Linked DNA regions of Oryzias latipes: region 1 is linked to region 2. The links are chromatin contacts, called in public Hi-C maps. All regions are on one chromosome and are shown on one strand. The core of a region is the stretch at or near the end of the contact, and the rest is flanking DNA. Distances in the headings are between cores, read along the strand shown.

Region 1 (3,759 bases), core at 1,019-3,518, 56 kb before region 2:
TCTCCAGAGCAGCAGGAGTTTATCAGAAATTGACTAATGAGTTGTGGCGGGACCGTTGGTGCAGTGTGAGCATGCCTTCATTTCCCATCATATCCATGTTTACACGCTCTCCCTCTAGCATACAGCTTCTCATATCCCCAACCTAACATTACTGGTGCAACAAAAATGGTGGACAATATTGGAGCTATCCAGCCGTTCAGCTTTAAACCAGATGCCAGCTCAGACGAGGAAAACCAAGACGTACAAGAATCTGTTTGTCTGCAAGTGGATGCATCTGAATGGAGCAGAACAGAAAGCTTGATGGCTGCCAATTGTAGTATGTATTTAACAGCTACAAGCTATTTCAAATGCCATTTTTTCATCTGCTCCCGATTTACAACGATCTGAATGGAGAAGTACTCAGAAATGCAAATTGAAACTTTATTTTCTTTAAATGCCCCCTATCATGAGAAAACTACGGTGGCCTTGAAGTGCAAATCACAGATCAACAGATCATTCAATGCAAAGACATGTTAAAGATGACAACAACAATTAAAAAAGCAACACAAATAATAAAAAAAAACTGCATAACATTTTCAAAAAAAAAAAAAATTGCAGAACTGTGTAAAAGAAAAAAATTTTGGAAAACAAAAGTAATTTCTAGAAAACAAACTGAAATGTTAGAAATACGAAACAGAAAAGGTATGTGACGTCACTGATTGGATGATGATATCCAGTATTCATTCGTAAGAAGTAACTTTCAGTTCAAATGATGGACAAATGTCATCATTCAATCAGCGATGTCCCACACCTTTTACAGGTACATTGTTTTTGTGTTGAGTGATTTGCACTTCTAGGCTGAAAAAGGCTTCGAGAACATGTTAAAATCACCAAAAACCCGATTTTCATTGGCGTGGGTCTTGAAGCACACCAGCACAGATCAACATAAGACCAATACATCCCCTTTCACTTAAGTCAGATAGCTATTGCTGAAGGTCAGGGTTAAAACCTCTGAAAGGCATTGTGAGACAGGTTTTTATAAACTTTTCAAAAGCTGCGGAAATGGAAAGTTTTTGAGAACATGTGAGGGTAAGTGGGCTTCGTCCTTGAAAAAACGTAATTACTAAGTTTACTTAAATGCCACATACCAGAAAAATAGAACGTTCTGGAAAAAATACTCTCTAAATGTGTTTCAGCCAGCAACAACTCCTGCCCAGAATTGTGAAAACATGATCTTTCTCATGCAAGATAATGCATTGTTCTTTAGTAGGATGTTTTTTTAGCTTTTTTTCTAGCGGTGTTTTAAGTTTTGTGGAATTTAAAAGTTGATACAAATAGAACAACTTACTTCTGTAGGAAATGTGTAATTAGGTTAAAAAGCGCGTAAATCCATATCCTGGGCTTTATACCCAGGTCAATAAAAATGCTTTTGTGCTCATGTGTACTGAAATTCGGTATATCCAAAAGACGCAGTTTGGCTCAGGTGTTTTGTGTATGCAACACAGTAGCCCATTGCTGCTAAATCTGACGTATTGTTTTCATGTTTTTTGGCTTTTGACACATTTAGGCCATGAAATATTGGTTCAAATGTGGATAAACTTATAAAATAAGTGTCATTGAGTTGTAAATTAAATGCTGAGAGAGTTATTTATGTTCATATTTTGTCCCAAATCCAAATGAAACCTGACAATCATTAATAGACCTAAGTTGTCCAATGAAACCTGTAGAAGTGAAACACCAAGAAACCAAACCCAACATTTGGGCAAATTCTTTGTAGGATTTACCAAAGATAACATCTCAGAAGTTGTCATTTTCTTCCTTAGCGCCTTACCTGTCTGCACTTAGTGACTGGTATATCTGATCATGCAAATAATATTGATTTCTGTTGCCTTTTCATTCATTTAAAGTCAGACCTTTCTGTGGATCTTGTTTGAGTGGACATAAAACTTTTACTATAACTGTCCTTTATTGGCTCTAGTGTTTTGCATCATTGTGTGAATGTTTGTGTGTCTGTCATGGCTGGGTCTTCAAGTAATCTAGTAAAGTGTTATAAAAGTATATGCCATTCGGTAAATGGTAGGAAAGTTATGTAGTCAAAATTAAAAAAGCAAACTATTGAAAAATAGATACAAACACACATATATCCTCATATATGTATATACAGTATTTAAGGAATAAAATGTGTTCCCTCTTGCTCACCTTTCCTGTTTTTCTGCAGCTCTGTGGGCTTCTAGTAACAGATGGCAGCTCTAATCAGCTCTGTGTCACTGGTTTAGTGGCCTGATTTCTTTTGGAGTGATTATGTAACTCTAACCCAATCACCCTTGCTTCCCCTCCCCGCTCATGTCCCGTCCATTGTGTCCTTTTACATAAGAATAATGTGGAACCGCAGCTTTTCTTTTTTTAGTCTGATCTTTGCTCAAGGAGCACTGTACACGCCGCACAGTTCGTACCTGTGCAGCCTGGTGCTAAAATATATAAATATATTGAAAGCAAAGTCACCCAAACTCACCAAAGTCATTTTTATATATAAATATAAAAATATATAAATGGTGTAAGAAAAAAGTTGCATTCTGGTAAATTCCTTTGTCTTTGTCTGATACTGATATTGTGTGCGAACACATGAAACCATTCACAGCAGTGATGCATGGTTTCAACCTGAACTGTTGCACCAGAAATGACTTTTTACACTAAAGGCAAATGATGCTGCTTCGACCAATTATATAACTGCAAAAAGAGATCATAAAAAACTCTAGAAAGTAGTAAAATAATCTGTCTATGCAGCAACAAATTTTTAGTTTACAAGAAATCTTATTATAGGATATTGTAATCTAGAAACAAGGAGTTTCACACATTCAAAAGAGAAAAATAGGCCAAAAAGGCTTTCTGTTAGATAGAATTACTTCAAATTAAATGTTAAACAGCCCAATAATAAGTATTTTTGCTATTTCTAAGCAAATAGTTTGTATTTTTTGAATTTGCATGTACCTAATTCTAGTTTATTTTGATTACAGTGACAAAAACCTAGTCTAATACACGGAAACGACTCATTTTAGAGCGAAATATGAACAAAATGAGAATACCATCTTACTAGAGTTGGACCATCGTTATAAATCCGCATAAAATAGTAATTCTGCTTCATAAATGCATTTAAATATCTTAAGGATATTTATTTAATTGAGTTATTTTAGTTTTTTGAGTCTTAAATCATGTTTTTCTTTCGTCAAGAGTATGCAGGGACAATGGTTTTGATTGAAATAATATTGTCCGTATCTCTAGATTTTAGCTCTTTTTGGGACAAACATTTTTGGCTGTGCTGATTTTGAGAAAAGTTTGGAAAGGTGTCGAGCAAAGAGAAGTTGAAACAACCTAAAACCTGGTCACATTTGTAGACGTTTTGAAAAACAAACTAAAATCTTTGGAAATATCAAATAGTTTGCAGTGGAATTGTATAATATATTAATATGTTAGAAGATTCTTTGTCACCAATACCAGCAAACTCGTTTATTCTGTCTTTAGATTATTAAAACTTTTTCAAATTACAATCTTAAAATGTTTGCACAGAGCCCAAACATTAGATCAGCTGCTGATTTATTTTTTATGATCAGCAGAAATTATGCTTGAGCATATTTACAGGATTTGATTTTCTAACTAAAAAGGCTTGTAGCTTCTTTGTAGTAGTTGGTTAAAACCCTTTTTATGGAGTTCCACCTCTTGAGAGACGCCTTTTGATGTAGTGGTTGTGAATTAGCTGTAAAATGATTAATTTGTATCGAATCT
Region 2 (3,922 bases), core at 372-2,871:
TCATAGCAGATGAACACAGTGATATTTGAGAAGTGAAATGAAGTTTATTGGATTTAAAGAAACTGTGCAATAATTACTTAAACAAAAAGCTTCTAATTCTCTGTTCATGGGAGCCTCCAGCTACAGATCACTTGATCCTCAGTGGAGTTCAAAGATGGCCCCTAGAGCACCAAATCCAAGAAGAAACATCTTTGATGCTTCCTAAAACACTATTTTGCTTTGACCATATTGATAAAAACGTATTAAGCAACTACAGTAAGTATTGGAGTACAGGGCTCCCTGATATTCAGAATAGTTCACTTTTTGCTTTAAAACCCCTTTGAGCATAAACAGGCAAAGACAGATCAGAGACGGCTTCAATGGATGTTTAACTACTAAAAGTAAGAAAATATGAAGTTGCCTGGAACCAATAAGTTAACATGGGTTAAACTGGCGGCAGAGTTAACTTTATTGATTTGGTTTTGAGTCATAAAATGCAAATGTTGAGGGCAAACAACTATTTACCAATTTAATTATGTTCAATAAAAACAATCACCTGAAACAAAGCAAATAAAGTGAAGGTATTTATTATCTAACTATTGACAAGGGACAGGTTTTTTTTTGGGGGGGGGGGGGGGGGGGGGCTATTGGTTCAATTCAAAGTGATCTAACTGTCCATGAATCTATTTGCTTGTAAAATGCATTTTACTTAGTATAAAATGAAGCAACAATGTTATTAATAGTAATTTAAGGGATGCCTAAAAACTGTTTAAAAAAAGGCCTGGATAAACTATGGCTAAATAACTTGTTTATTTTTAAACGTATTATGACTAATTTAATAAACGACTTCACTAATTTTTGAGGAAAATCCAAGTAAAAATATGTTGAGCAAAAAAAACAACAACCCGAATGTTGTGAACTCTAAAGTATAACTTACTAATACGGTTTAATTATTGTCAGAATTTTATGACAACAGTGTCGTTAGGTTTGTTTTTAAGAATTGTTTAACTCCAAGACACACAAAAACACTGAATAAAAAAGGAAGTCGCAAATGTTTTAACTGAACCAGATACCAACTGTAAAGTCTGGAGACTGCCTTTTTGCTAATCAAAGACCAGTCCGCTTCTCTTAGGGACACATTTTGAAGATAAGACTTTAAAAGGGACGCGCGGGGGGACGAGCTTAGCATGTTCTCTCGGTTATGCTAGCTAAAGTTCCTTATTTAGCTGCTAACGCGGTTACGCTAACGTCTTACCAGCGACCTGCGTAACGACAGCAGCGATAGTCCTCTTCTCCTGGGTACCAAAACTCAAACCGTCGGAACAAGTGTTATGTTAGCCAAAAAGAGGAAAGGAATCAACTGTAAGCACAGCTGTTGTCCTCGTGGTACGTTCGCGTGCGGAAAACACTAGCCGGCTCTAGTACATTCTCCGTCAGTGTAGAGTCGCTGAGAGGGAGAGATACAGTATCGGTTTCGCTCAGGTTTCGTTTTTTTTTTTTTTTTTAAAGTGGCTTGATTTTTTTTTTTATTTTATTGTTTGGATTATTATTTTTTTGTAAAATGATTGTACTAAAAATACAAAATGTAAAAGAAATGGTAAATATACACACTTTAATGCTTAATTTCAAACTACTGTAAGTTTTTTGTAGGACAAGCTAATGCTGTGCCTCTGGTGTGCAGCATTTATTTTGAAGGTTTATAAAGGGAAGTGAATTCTTTCCTCTTCCGGGCATAATCAAACCAGAGAAAAAAATGTTTTCTATAAATTATCGTACATAATCGTTATAAACAAAAAACTAAAATATACCATAAATAGAAAAAGCCGTCAATTGATGAATTCAACAACAAAATTGGAAAACAAAAATGACTACTAAACGGTATGTTTATAAAAACTAGTTTCAGTCAACAGTAAGCTCGTGTAGTTAATTGACTGGGCGTCAATTTTCTCCGAAATGTTTTTAAGAACACCCCGCCCACGTATTGTCACATTTACCACACCATGACGGTGCTCTCCGGTGTGAGCTGTTCCTCAAATCAGACGCACACTTTAAGTAAGCGTATTGTCTTTTTGTTTTAAACCATTCCGACACCACATGAACGCAGCATTTCTCTACTTGCGTTTTTCCCTGAGGAAAAATAAAAACTCTAAAAATGTTCTGATAAAAATAAAAGCATATCACCAGTAGGTGGCAGTCTTATATCAGTAATGTTGTGCACCTTACCAATCAATCACATCATCCAGAATTTTTTTTATATTAGCAGACTTCACGTTAATTTTGACAGAAAAACAATTATTATTTGAAGCAGAAGTACTGGGAAGTTTACAAGCTACTGCTACCTTATAAATATGCATACAGGAAAAAGTTGTCTCTGAGGTCTCATGACAAGCTTTGTTTTAGAGTTTTCTATAAGTTTTCTGCACCCCCCCCCCCCCCCATACCAAAACAACATAAAATAATTTAACATTAGAATATTTAAAAGACAATCTTTGCAATCTAAAATAAACAAAAGCACCAGTAACGTATCCATCTCACATTGTTGGAATGAAGCTTTGTCCGCTCAGTGGATCTTCTCTGGTTTACCTGATGCTTGTTTTGCAAACTGTGCAGCCAGACCATAGTCATTCATTTATCCATCCATCCATCCATCCATCCATCCATCCATCCATCCATCCATCCATCCATCCATCCACTCATTTTCTTCTGTTTTGTCCCTTTCGGGGTTACAGGGCTGCTGGAGCCTATCTCTGCCTTGGGGGCAAAGTCAGGGGACATCCTGAATAGGTTGCCAGTCTGTGGCAGGGGCACAGTCACACACCTATGCACACTCACATAAACACAATTTAGAGTTGCCAATTATGAAGCATGTTTTTGGGCCGTGGGAGGAAGCCAGAGCCCCTCGAAGAAACCCCACGCATGCACGGGGAGAACATGCAAACTCCACACAGAAAGGGACCCCATTGGTTTTAGGTCCCCCAGCCGGGACTTGAACCAGGGGCCTTCTTGTTGTGAGGCAAGAGCGCCATCACCATGCAGACCACAATCATCAGAGCTTCAGAGCCAAACTAAGTAGATCTAGACCTGACAAATTCACTAGTGAAATGGATTGCAATTGAAGGCCTTAAAAGCTGCAACAGATAGATAAACAGACAAGAAGATCAAGATTTCTGCTCCTCAGCTGGCTAAAAAAAATATTTTTTCCCAAAGAAATTCACCCAACATCTTAATAAATGGAAACTAGAAAAGGAATGCGATGGTTCTGCTGCAAATTACCAAAAAAACTAAAGTTTTTTTTTTTTCTTTTACAAGAAAAGACCCCTTGTAAAAAAAGAAATAGTGCTCCTAGAGTAGGCAGGTGAAAGGTTAAAAACATTTAAATCCCCTCCAGCAGCAGCTGTGGCATCATGTGGGCTCACTTACTAATAAATGAGTAAAACAGACAGTTAGAGGCTAAAATCCAGTAAATGTTCATAAGAAGAGAACAATCACTTGATTAAAAATAAATTCCATTAAATGTCTTTCTATTGTAAATGCTTCTGTGATTTGTAACAATTCTGCTTGATTTCACGTAAGCCCAAACATAAAATAACTTTTTGAAGTACATCCTACCAAAATTTCAGAATAAAATACAATGATTGCCCTGACATGTTTTGTGTTGAGCAGACAGGTGGGTCCTCTATGCAGATGTGGACTGCTCAAAAACACACCGTCTGTCCACCATGTGTGCCCTTATCCAACACAGGAACAGGTTCAAACTGGGATAGAGAACAGTTTCATTATCAGGTGAAGGATGAAGGAAGTTTTTACTTTGGTTTATCAGTAAGTTTATCTGCTCACTCTTTTCTCCGACTACAAACGGGTTAATAATGAGGAACAGATGCTGCAAAAACAACCTTTTCACTAATGCTCATGGGCCCCTTCAACTGCAGCCCAGAGGCTACAG

Evidence for each region. Hi-C and Micro-C count contacts between places; a contact is called where the count stands out from the background.
Region 1: a Hi-C map of embryo shows a contact between it and region 2, with 1.7 times the contacts expected there. The contact joins the enhancer-like site here to the promoter of tomm34 in region 2. A contact is called at or near these places in 4 of 5 Hi-C or Micro-C datasets (embryo, fibroblasts and gastrula embryo).

What each region holds. Positions count from the first base shown.
Region 1 is chr5:26,779,785-26,783,543 of ASM223467v1, reverse strand. The region is part of intron 38 of LOC101167700 (inositol 1,4,5-trisphosphate receptor type 1); the gene reads left to right. Among protein-coding and RNA genes, the nearest start is that of LOC110015168, 5.0 kb to the right of the region's middle. Within about 2 kb of position 2,268, at least 2 of the 8 cell types and tissues checked have an H3K27ac peak or open chromatin away from gene starts, as enhancers often do. A contact at or near this core is called in embryo, where this site is marked.
Region 2 is chr5:26,723,217-26,727,138 of ASM223467v1, reverse strand. It overlaps tomm34 (mitochondrial import receptor subunit TOM34), which reads right to left and starts at 1,621. Exons shown (of 8, transcript XM_011475425.3): 1 at 1,235-1,621.